2 separate regions of the Arachis hypogaea genome follow, and region 1 is linked to region 2. Evidence: chromatin contacts called from public Hi-C data. All regions are on one chromosome and are shown on one strand. Each heading gives the region's core, a stretch centred on a gene start, on an enhancer-like site or on the middle of the called end of the contact. The rest is flanking DNA. Distances are from core to core; before and after follow the strand shown.

Region 1 (5,253 bases), core at 619-3,118, 110 kb after region 2:
CTCTAAAAGTGAGTATATTCGACGGCATTGGTTTTAATTAATGGCATCTATAAAAAATGTAATTGATTATATATTATAATAATATATATAGTTATCTATACCTTAATGTAAAAATAACTCTTTGCTTTAAATTCTCAAAATAATACTCACCTTTTCGGTGAATTAAATTTAGAATAATGTTAGAGGATTAATAGAATTTTATTATTTTTGGTCAATAATTTATAATTGGTTACTATTATTTAAAAATATTGGCTAAAGTCTAAAACTATATTATTAGGTTACTAAACTAAAAATATTGAGTTAATGACTAAAAATATAAGTCAATATAAAATAAAATCATTAACCTTTGAGTTTTTCTCTTAAATTTAGAATCTATTAGGAGATATTTTGCCAATAGACTTGGTTTAAAACGTTTTGAAGAGTTATTTGTCCTTTTTAAAAATATAAAAACCTTGTTTTATATTTAGTAAATAAAAAAAATAATGTACTTATGTTTGTAATTTTAATTTTAAAAGTTGAATGTGTTTAACAAAGAGTTTTTTAAGTTGGTTTATATTTATTAAAATTAAACAATCTAATATAATTTTATATTTATGTTTATTATAATCTTTTTAGATTTTAAAAACTATTTTTCAAATGCAATTGTTTTTTTATGTTTATTGAAAGTTATTTTTAGTTTGATTTATTAAATATAGATGGTACAACTTAAAAGAAAAAGATGATCTTTTAACAGATAATTTTGATAGATTATTTTTTAAAAAATAAAAAGTTTACTAAATCAAGCCGTAGTTAGTCCGAAATTATATATTTAAAGAATTGTTCGAAATTTCACACACAAACATATATGTAAATTTATTTAGAGGAGAAAAGATTTAGAGTAATAGTTGAATTATTTGTGTGTAATTTAAAGTTATTAATTTAAATTATAGAATTATTCATGGATATAATTATTAGATTAGGCTGGCTGTATTATCTTCTTTGATGTAAGAATTTTTATGTATTCCACATTAATATCTAAGATTAAAAGCTTATCATCAATAATCTATATTGAAAATTGAACATATTATAAAAATTTAAGTGGACAAACTTTAAACATATGATCCAACTATTTGTTTGAGGTGGTAAATAATCAATATATCCGCGCATGGAAATTTCCAAAATTACATGTATATATTAATTACATTATATATTCATTTCCTAGTGAAGATGACAGAGAAAGAAATTATAGAGGGTGCACTATTTTAGATAACTAAACATGGTAACCAGTCCTCAAATGAGAGGACAGCAGAAGACGGAACACTAACAAGACCAAGTGCCATGCATGTGCCTTGAAAATTACAACAAAGGTTGATTAGTACATTTGGGGAGACATATATTTTGGAAGCCATTAACATTTTGGTAGGTACCCTCAAATAATAATCCCGTTTATCATCAAAGGAGAAATAATTGTTCAACTATATATTATTAATATTTTTTTTTATCGACACGACTATTTTGTTATCTTTGAAATTTCAGTGTACTTTATATTTTTTAATATTTAGTGATTTTTAAATTTATAATTACACTTTTTATATTATAATTTTTTATTTTTAAAATAAAAAAATTTAAACATTAAAAATTATTATTTTAATAACACAATTTTATAACTACGGTAACTATTATAACATAATATATAGGTATAGTTTTTTTTATAATATTTTTTAATTTAACAAATTAAAAATTAATTTATCATTAATTAAAATTATTATTTATTAACTAATAAATTATTATATATATAAAATAAAAAAATTATTATATATAAGATAAAATTTAAATCTTTAATACTTATTTTAGGAGATTATTAAAAACAAATTGGTTATAATAGTCATGGGAAAGAGTCCGTTAAGCCTACCCATTTGCAAAGATCAACGCCCCATATATGTCCAGGTGTCAGCATGCAATTGGATCCAAACATGATATGACATACACATGCAGTCACAAGCACAAGTTCCTCAAAGGGCCTATATTATTGAGGGGCTATCACATTCTCTCTCTCTCTACTGCTTCCAATTTCTATATAGCCAAACCAAGAAAGCATTATAATAGAAAGAAGAGAACACCATATTCATAAGAAACAGTTTGAGAGAGCAAAGAGAAAGAGAAAGAGAAATTAGAATTAGAAAATAAGCTGAGAGAGTTCCATTTGATAACGGTAGAGCCAAAAATGGCAACTATGTTGGCAAAGGAGCATGGCTTGAATCTGAAAGAGACTGAGCTTTGCCTTGGCCTGCCCGGCGGAGGTGGAGGCGGAGGCGGAGACACGGCAACGGCAGAAACTCCGAGAGCCACCGGGAAGAGAGGGTTCTCTGAGACGGTTGATCTGAAGCTTAACCTTCAAGGCAATGATACTAACAAGGAAGATCTGAATGAGAATCTGAAGAATGTTCCAAAGGAGAAGACTCTCCTTAAGGACCCTGCCAAGCCACCCGCTAAGTATGTTTCCCTTAATTAATTCCTTTCATCTCCCTTATTTCGTTATATAATCAAATTATTCTTTTTTAAAAATTTAAATCGATAGAAAAAAGGTACATGAATATACTTATATTTTTAACATATTTTTTTTAAATAGGAGTTTTTTAAGGTATATTTAAATTTTTGTATAGATTTTTTTTATACTACTTTTTTTTTTCTTTTGGATGAAAACAAGTTAAAGATGACACTCTAGACTTTTTGTTTATATCTTCTCTTAAAAATTTAAATTGATATAAAAAATCATATTTTGAATACATTAATTTGATGAATTTAAGTGAATATGAAAATATTATTATGATGACGATGATCAGGGCTCAAGTAGTTGGATGGCCACCAGTGAGGTCATACAGAAAGAACATGATGGCACAAAAAGTGAGCACTGAGGAAAATAACAATGGCAGCGCCACCACTGAGAAGACAACAAGCAGCGCCGCCGCTGCAGCTACCACCGCTGCTTCTACTGGTGGTTCATTTGTGAAGGTCTCCATGGATGGAGCTCCTTACCTTCGCAAGGTCGACCTGACAATGTACAAAAGCTACCAAGACTTATCTGATGCCTTGGCCAAAATGTTCAGCTCCTTCACCATGGGTTAGTACCATATCCATATTCATATTTCTTAGATTAGATCTCCAAATTCGATTTCTCAGTTCTCTATTATCGTTTAAATTTATTTAAATTTTATGAGTTTAATTCAACTACTTAGACCTCCAAAAGCTCTATTATTAGTTCAACTTTGATGAGACTGAACGTGTATATAATAATAATATGAAAGAAAATAGCACATAAAATTACAAAGTTACTATTATTATTATTATATATAATGAAATAAAAAATTAATTTTAATGCATTGTTTATTTGCTGAAAATTAAATTCATATAATAATAGTTTTTAAATTTGTTTCTTTGATGCATGGGAATTTGTGTTGATGGTGCTATCCATTAGTAATATGTTTAATTGAATTTATATATATTTGTTAGAATTGTGTATGATTGTGGCCTGGGTTTTATTTGGGTGTGAATGATTAAGTAGTACTATTATTGATAATAATAATATTATTAAATTAGGGTGTTGTTATTATTGTAATTGATGAAGGTAACTATGGGTCCCAAGGAATGATTGATTTCATGAATGAGAGCAAGTTGATGGATCTTCTGAACAGCTCTGAGTATGTGCCAACCTATGAAGATAAGGATGGTGACTGGATGCTCGTGGGTGATGTCCCATGGGAGTAAGTTTCTATTACCTTCATCTCACCACCGCCTCACCACCGCCGTCGTTGCCGTCTCCTCTCTACAATTTGATTACAGTTTTCATAACACACGTTCATTCAAATACACAGTTAGGAAATTATCACCAAATTATTTATTTTCAAAATCTAAAATATAACTATTTTTGTTTACTTTCAATATAATTTCTTTTTTATTTAATTAGCTAGGTGCTATTTTATTTATATATATATATATATACAAACATTTAAGTATTGTACTTATTATTATCAAAAAGGAAAATTAAATGTATTATTTACTAATTAATTACTCATGTGGATTAGAAATTTTTATCTAGTTAAAAAAACTTTGATTATTAAGAGGTTATTTAGAAACATGCTTTTAATTTAAGAGGTTTTTTTTTTTTTTAATAGTCTTCTTTTACTTCAACACATAGAGACCCATGAAATTAACCTAAATTATTTACTTTTTGTGAAGGATGTTTGTTGGATCATGCAAGCGTCTGCGAATAATGAAAGGATCAGAAGCTATTGGGCTTGGTATGAATTATTGATCATATGTTTGGTTACATCAACTTTTTCTTTTCATTCATTTAATTTTGCTTTAATATATATGGAAGTCATCATTGTTATGAAACCCAAATAGGAAAATACTAACAATCATTATTCTTCATAGTTATTATTTTATATAATATATATTATTATACACCACTTTCTGGCAAGTGAATCTAATATTGGCATGCTTTCCTGTGAACTTTCAGCGCCAAGGGCCATGGAGAAATGCAAAAGCAGAAGCTGAAGCTGAAGCTGCTGGTCCAATACATGTTCTATATATATATGATCAGAATCCGTACCAAAGTTTACCCTATAAAAATATATATGAATCCACCATAGCACTTCTGCTGCTGGGACATATGTTTTTATTTACTTATTGTTAGTTTGGCATGTGTCTGTGTTTTTTGTATTATTATTGTTGGTATATAGATTCAACTTTTAATTTTAAGGAGCCTGTGATGATGATGATGATGGGGGAATTTGTAATGGAACAAGAAGCAATAAACTTAACCTATAATACTAGTCTGGCTTGTTTATTATTATTGTTATTATTATGTTATCCTTCATTCGTTGTCATGATTATTATTGTGTTGTATATGTGCTTAATTATTATTATTATTATTATTATTATTATTATTATTGCATATTACTTTATTATTCTTCCCTTTATTAAGAGATTCCTCATAATGTATGTATTGTATATGTATAGGCCTATATATGTATATATATGTATATCATTATTGTTATTTATATATTTTTTTGCCTTTTTGTGTGCTTTAAATTAATTTTTGTGTACCCCAAAATTATTGATGTCTTGGCTGGAACAGGAAGGTATATTAAATTGTTTATATGGTTCACAAGTGAGAGAGGGAACAAGGCCATGTGCATGTTGATGGAGCTTCGTTTATGGCCATTTGTTTTATTGTACCTTGTCTTCTATGGTATCAATTTTTGCAAAAAA
Region 2 (4,661 bases), core at 836-3,335:
AAAGGAACTCTATTACTATGTTCATTTTAAGAATATCCTATTCACAAATATGCAGTAATTATAACTATTAAGAATTCTCAAAGTGAGTCAATTCAATGGTCATATTTCTATATATATAATTTAATAAATGAGATCAATTAATCTTCATCCAATAAAAACCATTATATATATATATTGATCTTTCTAAATTATTATGTCCTTTTTAATAATCTTATGGCCAAGAATAATTTATATTAAATTATAAAATATTTATCTCTCAATATTATGATCACTATCATAATGATAAATTTTTAAATTTAATCAAAGATCTTATTATATTAATATTTTAATATAATAATAATAATAATAATATATTATTTGACACATGAATTGGATTGTAGTTATATTATTTATTCCCAACAGATATCGTTGTTGGTGAGAGAGAGAGAAAATTTCACAATTGAAGTTGTTGTCATCACGGTTGTCGCTTTTTTAGCTTCTTCCTCTCTGGTTGATCTCTTTCTCCACACGAAGGAAGTAATTTTGTCCTTAACAAAATTTGTGATGGCAGAAAATGATTTTAAAATAAAATGAATACTAGAGATTATTTTAAACATAAAAAATTTAAAAAATAATTTTAATTTTCAATTAATAAAATTACAGGAATTAAAATTGTACTTAACCCTTATATTATTTTTACTATTTTATGAATATGTTAAATTTAAGGGATGATGTTTCTGAATTTTTTAAATGAGAAAAGATATATGTATTGCCTTAAAAGTGGTAGTTATGCCTTTAAACACTAAAAACAAAAAAGTAAAATATAACAAAAATCAAAAATAAAAAGAGGGAAAAAAAAGAAAGAGAAACAAAAAGGTAGAAGGACATCTTAGAGGATCTCATTCTTGTTTTGTGTGAAAGAATGTTTAAATGTTTAGAAAAATTTAATGTACAAATATCATTACTTTTTAAACGTTAAAATCTCGGTTTCAAACATTGTTTAAAAATATATTTAAAATAATAAAAGCTTAAATTTACTTCTTATGTCAAAAAATTATCCTTTAACTAACAATCATATTATATATACACAAAAATTTAATTATTAAATTAATTATTCGTATAAAATATATATTAATAAAATATAAAATATATATTAAAAATAGTATAATATATATATATATATATATATATATATATATATATATATATTTGTGTTAGTAACCAATCTTTATGTACACATAAAATTTTTGTTTAACCAAATAAAGTTAATTTTTTTAATTTTGAACATGTTATCAAAGTTTAGTCAATTAAGAATTAAATAACTAACCTGGTAAATTTCACATGACATGAAAGTGGATTAAAGTTACGAATGTTTTACGAGTACGGATAATTCAATTATCAGATCAAAACTAACTCAATTCGATTTAATTGATTTTGTACTCATCGAATAATTGGATTTGATTAAATCTGACCTTAATTAATTCTGCTAATAATTTTATAATTGTAGAATTTGAATTAAACTGATTATCCGATTAATGTTATATTATATTATAAAATTAAATTATATATACTAACTTTATCACCTTGACCCCCATTTCTTTAGTAATCAGCAGTCACCCTGTGTTCTCCTCCCTTGTCAGTTTATTTGTGATGCTTAAAGACTTAATAACTAACGTTATGTGGTTTATTTTACTATTTTTTTTGTAAAATTTTAAATATTTAAAAATTTTCAAACTATGGATATTAGATGATTTTTTTAGTATAAATATGATGATGTATTTTAGTATGTAATTCATCTATTTTTTGTTTTTTATTTTTTTTTATTTTTGCTATTACATATTTATAGAAAGTTTTTTTTCTACTTTTTCTAAAATTAATTTTTAATCGAATGCTTGATTATTCGAATTAATCTAACTTGGATTTAATTGGTTCAGATTGGTTTAAATTCACTTAAAAAAACCTCTTATTCGATCTATTCTGAACCAATTAATTTTTATTGATTCGATTCTTATTTTTTTTTTCTAAACTCAAACTAATCCGACCAGTGTGAATCCCAAACTAAAGTTTCATATTGCTTAAGGATAACACCGTGGCATTAGAAGAGTTTGAATATCCTTCCGCGCACTATATGAGCTAGGTACGAGTGAACTTTGATCCATATTATAAATATAATTAAGACATTGTTTAAGAACAAGTTGCTAACATTTTCAACTAGTGATATTTAAGGGAATCTTACAAAATGTCTCCAAAAGAATTATTGCAAATAACACTTTCCATTTCTTTTATAATTAAAATAAGTTTAGCTCCAAGAAAAATACAATATGAAAGATAAAAAATAATTAAAGCTTATACAACTATACAAGAGATACCGTTATTTGTGTATTTCATTTTAGCAATTTAAATTTTTAGAAAAAGTAATTTCATGACACATTTAAAATATTAAAAATTTAGAAACATGTGATCAGTTTTTCTATTTTAATAAATCCATCAAAAACATCCTTTGACGACTAGTTCATTTGTTACCACTACTTCAGTTTAAATTCTTATCCATGACTTCAATCATTTTCGAAATGATCCGATGGCAGATCAGATCATCCTAGAGGGGGAAAATTAAGTTTCTTAATTTAAGATATCTTTTGTATAATATAAAATAGAAAAGTACTATAATTTTCTTAATATGCTCAAATAAGTTGATCTTTTCAATCAATCATTGATCAATAGTAAACGTAACTGTTGACTAGTATTTTCATATGTAATAAAAATTTTAGCCGACATGTTAACATAGCTTAATAAGTCACCTTACACATTGAATTATTCAATTAAGTAGTGCCGCTTGTGATAGATAGGTTGTGCCTACCTAATAAATTTTCTTCCTCTTCTTCTGTCCCTACTCGCACACACTATTCTCCAGGTATTACGTTTTTGACCACAGGACCACTTAAAGTTTGACCAGGTTTTTATTGACCTTACAACAAAATATAGACATAATAATAATAACTAATTAGGACCACTACTCTTAAAAATTCCCTTAGCTAATAAAAATACATAATGTGGTGTAAAATGTGGAATATGGGATTATCTAAAATTAGAGTCACTGTCCAAATTAGATAAGGATATGCATGGGATTTCCCTGCACCAAAAATTGGCTTCTTGTATTCTTTTGTGATTAAGACCCCATTGAGGATTTCTAAACTCTAAAAGACGAAAAGGTATGTTTTTATTTTTGGACAAGTCCATCTTCGCCAAGTTCTCTTAGAATATGTGGCCAAGATGATATGAATCCAATGGATACTTATCATTGAGGTAGGTTAGAAAGAAACAATCCAAGATGGGGTTAAGGAAGGGATGTTGACATGGCAAGGGCACAGCTAGGGTTTGAGATGTTTCTTGCTCTTAGACGATGTGACCTGTCTCTAAGTAATCACCATGCCCTAAAAAGTTATATAGTTATGATATGAAAATGATGTAGTCCTTCATCATTTATCATGTGCTCTGCTGGAGAAGCTTCAAGATTTGCTGTATGTTACACCCTCTCTTGCAATCCTATTTTTCTTAAAAAAATAAAATAAAAATATTTCTTACAATATTTACCATCGATAAATAATTCGTTTTTGCGTATTTGAAAATTGTTATATGTATAACGTAGAATTCACACTCTCAAAATATTAGAGGTATAACTATTTATGTCGCTTTTTCTATTTATTTAAGATTTTGAAAAAGAAATTATACCATGACATGACATGATATGAGAATTTTTATAATTAAAAAAAAAAGTATAAGGCAAATAAAAAAGATAAAAGAATGCTTATGCAAAATTTATGCAAGGCCAAAAGTAACTTTTGTGTGAGGGTCGTATTAGAGATCTAATTATTCATGATACAAAATTAAAAATATAACTATGTATATATTTTTTATCAATTTAATTAATTTTTTAAACAAATAGCTCTATTATATGATATTAAAACTTTTATATATGAAACTATTAGAATTTAATTTTTATAAAACCCCAAAAATATATTTTAGTATAAAGCAAATAAAATAAAATAAAAATTTATACAAAAATTCATGTAAATTCAAAATAAAACTCTTATATAAAACGTGCTAAAAATATAATTATTTATATCTCCTCCTATCACCTTAAATATTTAAGAAAAATAATTTCATGGCACTCATCATAAAGAGGCCTCTAGTACTTCAACATATATGGCCTCGGTGGTTCTTTGTATTTGCATTCCAATTTCGTTGCTAATGTTCACATTATTTTCCTTGCCAAATTAAAGCCCACAGGAATTATATACTAGCTCCACTAGCATTTTCAATTTTGGCATAATCTATTAATTTTAACTTGAAATATGTATATACATTGGCATGGGATAGAAATGATTTCATGTGCTTTTATTCCATGATAATTAATTTAAGATGCGATAGCAATTGTTTAATTACTATACAACATGTTACAATTGTTCACTAAAATGCATGTGCTAATAGCTTAATGGAAGGTTCCTAGAAGAGAATCTACCCCATTAAAAAAATATGAGTGATAAAAATATATAATATATGCATTTGTGTCGTGCCTTGGCGATGTCCGAAGAATTATTTTATTTTGCTTTCTAACATCCAACGAATTTAATTAAATGGAAAAGGAAGGGGAAATAGCAAGATGAAAAGAACATGGAGATCTT

The links. A called contact is a pair of places that touch in the nucleus more often than the background predicts.
Region 1: a Hi-C map of an unstated tissue shows a contact between it and region 2, with 2.4 times the contacts expected there. The contact joins the promoter of LOC112711184 here to the enhancer-like site in region 2. A contact is called at or near these places in 2 of 8 Hi-C or Micro-C datasets (leaf and an unstated tissue).

The regions. Positions count from the first base shown.
Region 1 is chr9:88,839,208-88,844,460 of arahy.Tifrunner.gnm2.J5K5, forward strand. LOC112711184 (auxin-responsive protein IAA14) reads left to right here and starts at 1,869. Exons shown (of 5, transcript XM_025763785.3): 1 at 1,869-2,472; 2 at 2,823-3,100; 3 at 3,605-3,740; 4 at 4,216-4,277; 5 at 4,499-4,831. The coding sequence starts at 2,204. The coding sequence ends at 4,536.
Region 2 is chr9:88,725,571-88,730,231 of arahy.Tifrunner.gnm2.J5K5, forward strand. No RefSeq gene overlaps it. Among protein-coding and RNA genes, the nearest start is that of LOC112713029, 19 kb to the left of the region's middle. Within about 2 kb of position 2,086, at least 1 of the 3 cell types and tissues checked has open chromatin away from gene starts, as enhancers often do.